2 separate regions of the Pan troglodytes genome follow, and region 2 is linked to region 1. The links are chromatin contacts, called in public HiChIP or PLAC-seq maps. All regions are on one chromosome and are shown on one strand. Each heading gives the region's core, a stretch centred on a gene start, on an enhancer-like site or on the middle of the called end of the contact. The rest is flanking DNA. Distances are from core to core; before and after follow the strand shown. Region 1 holds the start of LOC107976725. Region 2 holds the start of FANCC (FA complementation group C).

Region 1 (5,394 bases), core at 916-3,415:
AGCTGGCATTTAAAAAAAAACAAAAAACTGGCATCATCATCTAACCAACTTTTCAAGGTAGAAAACCATTAGTCAGCCCTTAAACCTCATTTAATATTACTCCTTACATCCAATCCATCAGAATATCCTGGTTCTACTTCAAAAATGAATCACTTTCCTCCATGCCACTATCTCTCTAAAGCAAAGGCTGGCAAACATTTTCTTTAGAGTCAGTTATTAGCTATTTGTTACTTTAGATTTTGTAGGCCATACAGTCTCTTGCCCTTGTAATGCAAAAGCAACCAGACAATACATAAACAAATGGGCACAGTTGTGTTCCAATAAAACTTTATTTACAAAAAAAAGTGTCAGACCAGTTTTAGCCCACAGGCAGTAGTTTGCAGACCTCTGTCTTAAAGCATGCCACCATCAACTTTCCCTAAATTATGCCTAACCAGTCTCTCTGCTCCCAGTCCACCTATTTAGCATAGGGTACCCATTATTCTCTATCTCATCATTTTATTGCCTCTGTAGCACTTATCATAACATTTAATTATCATGTCCACTTGTTTTTTGTCTTTTCCTTCCAGTAGAGAGTAATTTCCTTTCCAAGAATAAGTTTGTACTGTTATAAATTTTATCCCCAGGACCAACACAGAGTCACACAGCAGACATTCAATGAACATGCGAATTTATTACACATTCTTTTTTTTTTCAGACAAGAGTGTCTCTGTCGCCCAGTCTGGAGTGTCATGGCACAATTATAGCTCACTGTAAACTCCAACTCCTGAGCTCAGCCATCCTCCCGCCTCAGCCTCCTGAGTAGCTGGGACTACAGGTGTGCACCACCATGCCTGGCTAAATTTTTTATTTTTAGTAGAGACAGGGTCTCGCTTATGTTGTCCAGGCTGGCCTCAAACTATCCTCCCGCCTCAGCTTCCCCAAAGTACTGGGATTACAGGTGTGAGCCATGCGCCTGGCCTATTACAAATTATCAATCTCATAAATCCTTTATATCTTGCGAGAAAACTAAAAAGTACACAAACATATACATAACTGTAAAAAGTGCATTGGAAGAAGAGTGCTATGAGAAGGGAGTATTGAGAAATGTAATTTAAAAGGGAAAGGGGTCTAAGAACTGTATCTCAGATAAGTGTACAGCATGTGCAAAAAAAAAAAAAAAAAAGCCTTAAGGGAATCACACAATTTATTGGAGTATTTTGGGTTTGAGTTCGGATAATTTCTAGGACGAAATAAATTCAGTTGAGTTAGAAATGGAATCTCTCAGTATCCAAACTACAGAACAACTGCTTAAATTGTTAAGATTTCCTGTTGGATTTAACAGGGAAATGGGTTAAGTCTCCTATAATTTAATGAGTCGAAATCATTTGTTTTGGTTTAAACTAATTACCAACTCAACTCATTCTGGTGATAGGGTCTCTCTCTCCCTCTTTCACTCCAAAGGCCTCCTCAAGCATTCCTCAAGGGTGTTCCCACCTCGGGGCCCTGGAGCTTTCTGCTCCTTCCACCAATTTCCCTAAATACCAAGAGTGACTAGATTTATCAAAAGGAATGAGCCTCCCAGTCACAATATCCACTCGGCAGCTTCATCTATTTTTAGCTGCCAGTCTCCTATAGGTATTTATATGTTTGGTCCCTGAATTACAGCGTCATCAATTCCTAGACCTCAGAATTCAGGCTTGTAACTTGCCCTCTCTGAGCTTTATCTCTGAATTCATCTATTTAATGAGATCGATATCTTCCTCAAAGGAAAGCAAGTAAACAATCAGCATATTGCTGGGCTCAGGAAAATCACTCAATACCTGGTAGCTTTTGTTATACAGCACAATTATTAATGAAAACTACTCATTTGGGTGCCAGAAGGCATCCCAGGTGACTTGTGGTAGATAATCACACCTTCTTTAAACCTCCTATTTAAGGCAGAATATAATGCCCTGACTCAATAGGCAATAAAACTCAATTGAACTAAATATCTCAACCTTCATTTATCTACTTACAACAAACTTCTGCCATTCACTAACAACTGGGGCATACAAGAATAAATAATGAAAATAACATTTACTGAGTGCTTAATATGGGCCAGACGCGGGGTCACATAAATACTTTGCGTATTCCCCACGTCATTTAATAATCGCAAAAACCTAGTAACGAACCCAGTTTTACAGATGAGGAGCCTGCCCAAAGTTGCTCAGCAAGTAACTGTCAGAGGCAGCTCTAGATCCCAGGGGCTGACTCCCGAGTCTACGTTCTCAACACTGAATCGGAGATTTGGTTCCAGGCCTGGAGGGGTTCACAATCTGCAGCTGTCACTGAAGAGGATCTACAGGGCAAAACCCCAACCCGAAGGGCACCGGCACGAACTGGTCCAACGCGACGCAGTACACAGGCCTCTGCGTAAGGGGCGAGCGCGGAGCTGGTACCTTTGCCAGAGGTTTCCGCGCGGGGCTGTGGCGCCGACGGATCCATCCGGCCAGGGGGAGGGGCCGAGCCCGGCTGCACGTAACACCCGGAAGGCGGCGGAGGACAGCAAGGTGGCTGGCCGGCAGGCCAATGGCGGCCAACGCTACTTCCGGCCGCCCTCCGAGCATCGCTCTTCGGCAACCCGAAGCCACAGGATGGAGGAGGGGGATCCCAGCAAAGGTAGCGACTAAGGGGACCCAAGCAGAACGGGAGGGCGACGTCCGGAGCGGCGGCAGAGCCAGGGGACGCTGTGTGAGGCTGGCAAAGCGGTGTTCACCTAGTTCTCTCGGGCTCCGCCGCCGCGGGAGGAGGACAGGAGGCCGGCAAGGCGACCCCCGAATCTTCCTAGGCTCTGACCTCCGTCTCCTAACCCCCGCAACTTCCAACCCGGTCTTGGAAAATCCCGCGAGAACGGGCTCCCGAATTGTCATTGGGATCTCGCGAGAACGAAATCTTCCTTTCTGTGGGCGGAGCAATCTTCCCGATGTCTCTCCCCTCTGAGGCCTGTAGCAGGAAGGGCCGCGGGAGTTGCGAGTGTCGCGAGGTTTGAGGTCGCTCGGTGGGCCGGGCGCTGTGCGAAGCTAGAAATAACTGGGGGCATTGAGAATGCGGTGGCTGTAAAGGGCCGCTGAGGCGGTGGAGGCCTGGCAGAGGGCGGCCCCGCGGTCGCGGCTTCTGGCTTCTCTGTGGAGCTTGGTTCTTCCGTGGTGGTGCAGCACCCCAGGAACTTCAGGAACCAGTGCTTCCTTGGAGAGCTCCCCGGGACAGCCACGGGGGCCAAGTGAAACTAGCGCGTTTTCTTGGATCCTACACTTTATAGTGAATCATAAATACTTTAAATACAAAGCCAACATTTGCTGCAAATAAACGTAAAAATACTGTTAAAGTGTAAAGTGTTTTCCTCCGTACCGTCTGACGTTTCTGGCGGTTCGTTGAACGCGGGAGAACGCTGAGCCGTCTGCACTGAGCCCGGGAGCATCTTCAGGGCAGCGCCGCCCACGCGCGAGGTGAATGAAGGACACGGCCTCTTGACACTCCCAGGCAGCACAGATAGACGGATCCGTAAGTGGCTCCCGCGCATGTTAAAATTTGTATACTGTAAGGTATTTCATGGATTGAGTGAAATACCTGACAGGGCCTGTATCCGTTCCCTATTGCCACAATAACCAATAACCACAAACTTTGTAGCTTGAAACAGCACAAATGTATCATCTGACAGACAATGCATTTATTATCTCACGGTTCTGTAGATCAGAAGTGCTACCTGGGTGTCACCCGGGCTGCACTCTTTTCTGGTGACTCCACAGGACAATCCTTAGCTTGCCTTTGCCAGCTTCTGTCCACATTCCTTGGCTTTGGTCCCTTCCTCCATCTTCAAAGCCAGTGATATGCCATCTCTCTGAACCTTCCGTCCTCAAGTCTACCGCTGATTGCAGCTGGAAAAGATTCTGAGGGCTCACCTGAGTAATCCAGGATCATCTTCCCATTTCCAGGTCTCTGCCCTTGATCACATCAGCAGAATCCTTTTGCCATGTAAGCTAATATATTCACGAATTCCGGAGATTAGGAGATAAACATCTTTGGGGGATCATTATTCTGCCTACGTAGTGTCTTAAGAAAACAATATGGCTGTTTGCAAATAGATCTCAATTCTATGGCAGATACTAAAACCTAGTAGTATGTGTTCATAAAATGCTTCATTTAAAATATCACTTGTTTGCTTACCGGCAGGCAATAACTTTAAGCCTAAATGAAACATCTAACTCAGCCATCTATGTGTGAGTTGTTGGCCAGATCACTTCTCCGTGTTTTATTGTACTCACCTATCACCATTACAGTGAAGCTAATAATAGTAAACTACCTAAAAATGGTAATTGTAAAAAATTAGATAATTAAGTAAAACTCCTAAAACAGTGGCTGGTCATAGTAAGGAATATATGTGTTGTTATTACTATTATTATCAATGGAATGCATCCACTTGAAAGTTGCATTCTACATAGCCATTATGTCAGTTTAATATTTTGGCTAATAGGCCGGGCGCGGTGGCTCATGCCTGTAATCCCAGCACTCTGGGAGGCCAAGGTGAGCGGATCATGAGGTCAAGAGATCGAGACCATCCTGGCCAATATGGTGAAACCCCGTCTCTAATAAAAATACAAAAATTAGCTGGGCGTAGTGGCACATGCCTGTAGTCCCAGCTACTCAGGAGGCTGAGGCAGGAGAATCGCTTGAACCCGGGAGGTCTATAGAGGTTGCAGTGAGCCGAGTTCGCGCCACCGCACTCTAATCTGGCGACACAGCGAAAAACACTACTAATTATAATTGTAATTCTTGATTCTGACATGCACCCTGATATTGGAAATCTTAAAATCTAGAAAAATCTGCTGCTTGTTTTTGATGGATTATATCTCTTTTCACATTGTCTCTAAAATCAAAATGGCAAATTGAAATTTTAATCAAGCTTCTTTTTTTCCCCTACAACTACCAGGGAAGAAGTTTGATTTTTTTTCCCCTCTCTGAAATGACTAGTTGTGTAATTTTGTCTTATTTTTCCAGAGGTCCATTGAGTTAAGATGTAGCTCTTGACAGAGCTGACCTCTTAATAGAAGTGATAAGCAAATTCAGAAATAAATTTTGATTTAAATGGAAGGTATCATCTGGTTGAAGGAATACCCTTGTGACTAACAAAAGAGGAGGATACCTCATTTTCTGAGTGTTTATTATTTAACCTCACTGCTGTACTTACAGTGTATACTGAAGCAGAAATAATCATGACATGAAAATATGTCCTAGTGAACTAGTTGCCTCATAAAGTTAGACATTCTCAAATATTCCTTCCCCCAGTAGCTTTTGTCTTTGCATTGACATCCTTGTCTAGGTGCTGATATTGTGAACATCTAACGCTGTCAGACCAGTCACTTCAAAGTTAAACTG
Region 2 (5,394 bases), core at 1,266-3,765, 550 kb after region 1:
AGTAACACATACCTGGGCCCGGTGGCCCACGCCTGTAATTCCAGCATTTTGGTGCCACTGAGGTGGTTGGATTGCTTGAGCGCAGAAGGTCGAGGCTGCAGTGAGCTGTGTTTGCACCACTGCACTTCAACCTGGGTGAGAGTGAGATGCAGTCTCAAAACAAACAAATCAAAACCACACACACACACACACACACACACTCCCACACACAAACAAAAATTGGATCACCCATAATCAATTTTATGATTCAATTAAAAAGAGGGTTTGTATTGAAATATCTGTTTCTCTGGAAACTTTCTGGGCATTTTACAAAGTGAACATCTCACTATTGCTTAAAATATTATTAAGATAGTTCCATGTATATGAATGCCAAGCAAAATGAATCCCTATAAATATAAGTTTGGATCTTTATGCTATATATGCTTCCCATTTAGGTCTAATTTAGGCCTAAACATGGTGTCATTTCATATACTGCAAAGTTGGATGAGCCTAGCAATTCTTTATTAACCACTGAACTAAAAAGACAGAAAACTGGGATATGGCAAGACATCAATCATTAACAAACACTAAAAATGATTTTTCAGCAAATATGTAAAAGGATGTGGGTACCAAAATAGATAATTTCTCTCAAGAAATACATACTTTAATTGCTTGCTTTGCTGATAAATGCAGAACTTAAATGTCAACTCACTCTCGATTTGTTACCAGAGAGGTGACTTTCTCATGGTCAAGGTGCCACGATGAGTGCCCCTCAGGCATGTATTTCCCTACCCAGGACTTGCTTTTGATTTATCCATGTCACACTATGCACACATCAAAAACACATCGACCTCTCCGCTGTAAAACAGAACGAAATCATGTCCTTTGCAGCAACATGGATGGAGCTGGAGGACATTATCCTAAGTGAACAAACTCAGAAACAGAAAATCAAATATTGCATGTTCTCATAAGCAGGAGCTAAACAATAGGTATACATGTACATAAGAATGGGAATAACAAGACACTGGGGACTACAAAAAGGGAGAGGGTGGGAAGGGGGTGAGGGCTGAAAAATTAGCTATTGGGTACAATGTTCAATGTTTGGGGGACAGGTACACCAGAAGCCCAATCCCCACCATTACACAATATACCTATGTAACAAGCAAGCACATGTACCCCCGAATCTAAAATTAAAAAACAATCAAAAAGCACCGACTTCCTTAACTGGCAGGGAATAGTTTTGAGAATGGATGTAAACACCGAATTCCTTAATGTAGTTGCAGATTCTGCCAGTTTTGTCTCAACCTCTGGATCGGTTCCTTTTTTTAACTACCTTTAATTCTTAAACAGATTGTTGCTATTGCTATGCTATATACTTATTGTATCACTTATAAATGTATAACCTCTGCAAATTAGTCTCCGAATTGAAAGTATTCATTGGTAAAACGGGTATTTCTTCACCACAGGAATAGTTGGACATGTTTAAATACTTGAGAGCTATTTTTATTACAAGCACACACAGCTTTGTGGTGTTTTTTGTTGAGACAGTCTCGCTCTGTTGCCCAGGCTGGAGTGCAGTAGTGCGATCTTGGCTTACTGCAACCTTCGCCTCCTGGGTTCGAGCAATTCTCCTACCTCAGCCTCCTAAGTAGCCGGGAGTACACACTAATTTTTGTATTTTTAGTAGAGACGGGTTTTTGCCATGTTGGCCAGGCTGGTCTCAAACTCTTGACCTCAGGTGATCCACCCGCCTCGGCTTCCCAAAGTGCTGGGATTAGAGGTGTGAGCCACCGCGCCCGGCCTGTAGTGTGTTTTTGAACGTATATGTGAAGTTGTAGCTTTTTTTTTTTTTTTTTTTTTTTTGAGACAGAGTCTCCCTGTGTCGCCAGGCTGGAGTGCAGTGGCGCGATCTCGGCTCACTGCAACCTCTGACTCCCTGGTTCAAACTATTCTCCTGCCTCAGCCTCCAGAGTAGCTGAGATTACAGGCGCCCGCCACCGCACCCGGTTAAACGTTTTGTATTTTCAGTAGAGACGGCGTTTCACCATGTAGGCCAGGATGGTCTCGATCTTCTGACCTCGTGATCCACCCGCCTTGGCCTTCCAAAGTGCTGGGATTACAGGCCTGAGACACAGCGCCCGACCTAAGCTGTAGTTTTATGATTATGATTTATGGTTGTGAGGCATTGATTTAAGACATTTTAAAGCTTAAGTCGTCAGATTCTAGAAGAAAAAAAAATTCACCAAGACAAGCTAATGCCATTGTCATAAATGGGAGTTTGGAGAAAATTCTATTAATATTTGTTTGGGTGGTTTATGTACAGCGTTGAACTGATCTGAACTCCGACCAAACACTGTATGGAACTGATGATATACGGTAGGGGAAATCATTAACTGAAGATGCCTTTTTTGTTGCTATTGTTTAGAACGCAGTTAGAAAATCTTATTTTAGAGGTTTTACCCCGTTGACAAAGCCTCAACTTTTCTTCAAAAGAACTAATTTCCATTTTACCTCCCCTACATTTTGAACAGAATATGGAAGAAGCCAGCGCCCCTTCTCCGCGGGCGCTGCTGCTGCAGCCCTGCTCCCGCCGGGGCTTCCGCGCGAAACCGGGAACACTGGAGCAGTACCGACTCCGCTCGCCTAGAACCCGCCCCAGCCGGGCCCACTTCCGCCAGAGCCCTGGCCGCGCCCGCCCCGCCCCACGGACCCGAGATTCGTCGGAATTTTCCCGCGACGCCGCGGGAGCGCGCGGGGCCGCTAGCCAGGCCCCAGAATGCACTGCTGACACGTGTGCGCGCGCGCGGCTCCACTGCCGAGCGACCGCGGGAAAATTCCAAAAACACTCAAAACAAAAAGCCGATACGAGGCAAAGCCAAATTTTCAAGCCACAGATCCCGGGCGGTGGCTTCCTTTCCGCCACTGCCCAAACTGCTGAAGCAGCTCCCGCGAGGACCACCCGGTAAGCGGCAGGCCGCAGAACGCAGCGAGGGCGGAGGCTTCCCTCGGGGGTCTGGCCGACACGTCAGCGGCGAGAGCGGGAGGAGGAGGCGAGGGGCAAGAGGGAAGGCTCGCGAGAGCGGGTGGGCCCGGCGCGCCTTGCGGTGGGTGAGAGGGGTTCCCGCCGGCGCAGGGCTGTGGCTAAGGCTGAGGCGGGAGGCGGGAGGCGGGAGGCGGGAGGTGGGAGGTGGCGGGCGGTGCCAGCCCGCGGGGCGGGGCCGGGGCGGGGCAAGCCGGGGCGGGAGCCGGCGCTGGGGTCGCGCGGAAGGGAGCCCCCGGAGAGGCGGGAGCCGGGGGTTGGCGTTTTGGTTCTTTTTGTTCATTGAGCGCAGGCAGCTATGTCTTCTTCAAAGGAGAGGAGCAAAGGTGAATTTCTCTGCCTCGGACCCGTGGGAGCCGTGAAAAGCTCGCCCCTTTGAGCCGGTCGCCCTCTACAGCTGGCCTCGTCCTCCCCGTCCCTCACACCCCTGCCCCCAAGCCCCAGTCGCCGGGGCGCCAGGAGGGGCGAGGTCCAATTAGAGGAGCCCGGGGCGCGGCTGTTACCCCTCCCGCCCTCCGCCTTTCATTCCCGGAGGGAGGCGGGTTCGCAGAGGCCAGTGTCTTCCCTCCACTCTTTTTGTGGACGCCAGGCCATATCTTCAAAGCCCGTGAGAGATTTTTCAGGTGCTGTTTGTCTGTTGGTTTGCTCTTTTTAATTTTTTAAGTGGGTGCGTTTACAACTACGAACCCCTCTATGATCTTATGTGTCCAGCGCACCGAATGGGGGGAAAGACTTGGAGTTTTATAACATGGGAAATTGGGTACCAGAATCTTACGGGAAGAGACCAAGAAGTTTTCTAGCAAAGTCCTGTGTGTGCCTGGACTTTTGTTCTAATCTGAAACTTGGAAAACTCCCGGGCATCTGATTTTATTCTAACTTGTGCCCCATTTAATGCATCTAAACTGTGATGTGATTTGACTTAGCATTTATCAAATGAGCAGAGCACTTTTGGGCCACCCAACTTCAGCTCTTTGTGGCTGTCACTCACTGTCAGTGATATGCCCTCAAACAGATCGTTTTCTCCTTACTCCCCTGAAAGGTTGTTACAAACAATAGAATTCATACCATGTGTTGAGATCATTCATTACCTAAGCTTAGATAGAAAACATGTTCATTGCGACTTTATACATTACACTTGAATTGATGTTTCAATGTAATGTGCTGTACCAGAGTCACCTGGAAATAAGCACTCATATACATTATTCATATACAAGAAAGGCTGCATCGAAAAAGAATTTGTTTTCCTAGATATATCAGAGATCTTTTTCACCAACCCACTACTCCCAGTAAAAGAGCCTGCTTCTTGAGAACTGGACTAATTATACTTTGTATATTATACATTTGAATTTATTTTTGCTTTATTCGGTCATATTTTCTCTTGATTTCTCCAAAAACGTTTACCAAGGCATCAGAAAAGAAAAGCAGGCTCTATATTGGTATTTTTTGTTTTGTCCTCTAATAAAAAGCATTAACTTGATTGATTGGCTGGTTGTGGAAGATGTGTTGCTGCATGTATGTGCAACTGTGCATGTACATTTTAAAACAAATGGTACTTTTAACCAGTTCCGTATTTCAGCAGGTAGTTCCAATAACAATTATACAAATTTCGTGTTTATGAGAACCAGCTACAGGGAGGCCAGCCTGGCCAGTAGAAAGTTGGATTGATTATCTGGGCCATGGAGAGAGCCAGAGGAAACTCACATGAGTGGTAGTTCCAAGTTGGTAGTGTTAGGGCCTCAAATCAGGCTGGAAATGAGCACCAAATGATTTTTTAAAGTTTTATTTTAGGCTGGGATATGTGCATTCTCTGTCTTGTTTGTGGATCTTGAGTGATTGACTTAATGTGAAAGAATACATACAGGAGAAGCACCTTGGAAGTTTTGCAGTGTTTTAATAAAAATGCAGAAGTGGAGAAGGAAAGGCAATTCATATACCAGGCATGCTCTCGTGGTGGCTCATGCCTGTAATCCCAGCACTTTGGGAAGCGGAGGCAGAAGGATCACTTGATCCCAGGAGTTTGAGTCCAGCGTGGGCAACAGAGAGAGCCCTGTCTCTACAAAAAGTTAAGAAATTAGCCGGCCATAGTGATGCGGGGCTGTGGTCCCAGTTACTCGGGAGGCTGAGGTGGAGGATCACCTGAGTTCAGGAGGTCGAGGCCACAGTGAACTGTGATTGCGCCACTGCACTCCACACTGGGCAGCAGACTGAGACCGTGTCTGGAAAAATAAAATTGGTAACAATTCAGATTGGCCACCAGAGTTGGACTGGGGGCTAGCAGGCAATGGTTTTACCTCCATTTTGAGATTGGCATCTTCTAACTCAAGTTTAATACGGGACTGAGGGGAAGAGACCTGCATGCCTTTTATGTCAGCATT

What was found. HiChIP or PLAC-seq counts read pairs in DNA pulled down with a chosen protein or histone mark.
Region 2: an H3K4me3 HiChIP or PLAC-seq map of stem cell-derived excitatory neurons shows a contact between it and region 1, with 7 times the contacts expected there. The contact joins the promoter of FANCC here to the promoter of LOC107976725 in region 1. A contact is called at or near these places in 1 of 7 Hi-C or Micro-C datasets (stem cell-derived neural progenitor cells) and 1 of 1 datasets of contacts at active chromatin or transcription factors (stem cell-derived excitatory neurons).

What each region holds. Positions count from the first base shown.
Region 1 is chr11:42,632,643-42,638,036 of NHGRI_mPanTro3-v2.0_pri, forward strand. LOC107976725 reads left to right here and starts at 2,166. Exons shown (of 3, transcript XM_063787654.1): 1 at 2,166-2,640. The coding sequence starts at 2,166. ERCC6L2 (ERCC excision repair 6 like 2) reads right to left here and starts at 3,398. Exons shown (of 19, transcript XM_054658300.2): 1 at 2,421-3,398. The coding sequence starts at 2,466.
Region 2 is chr11:43,183,234-43,188,627 of NHGRI_mPanTro3-v2.0_pri, forward strand. It overlaps FANCC (FA complementation group C), which reads left to right and starts at 2,516. Exons shown (of 14, transcript XM_024345774.2): 1 at 2,516-2,941.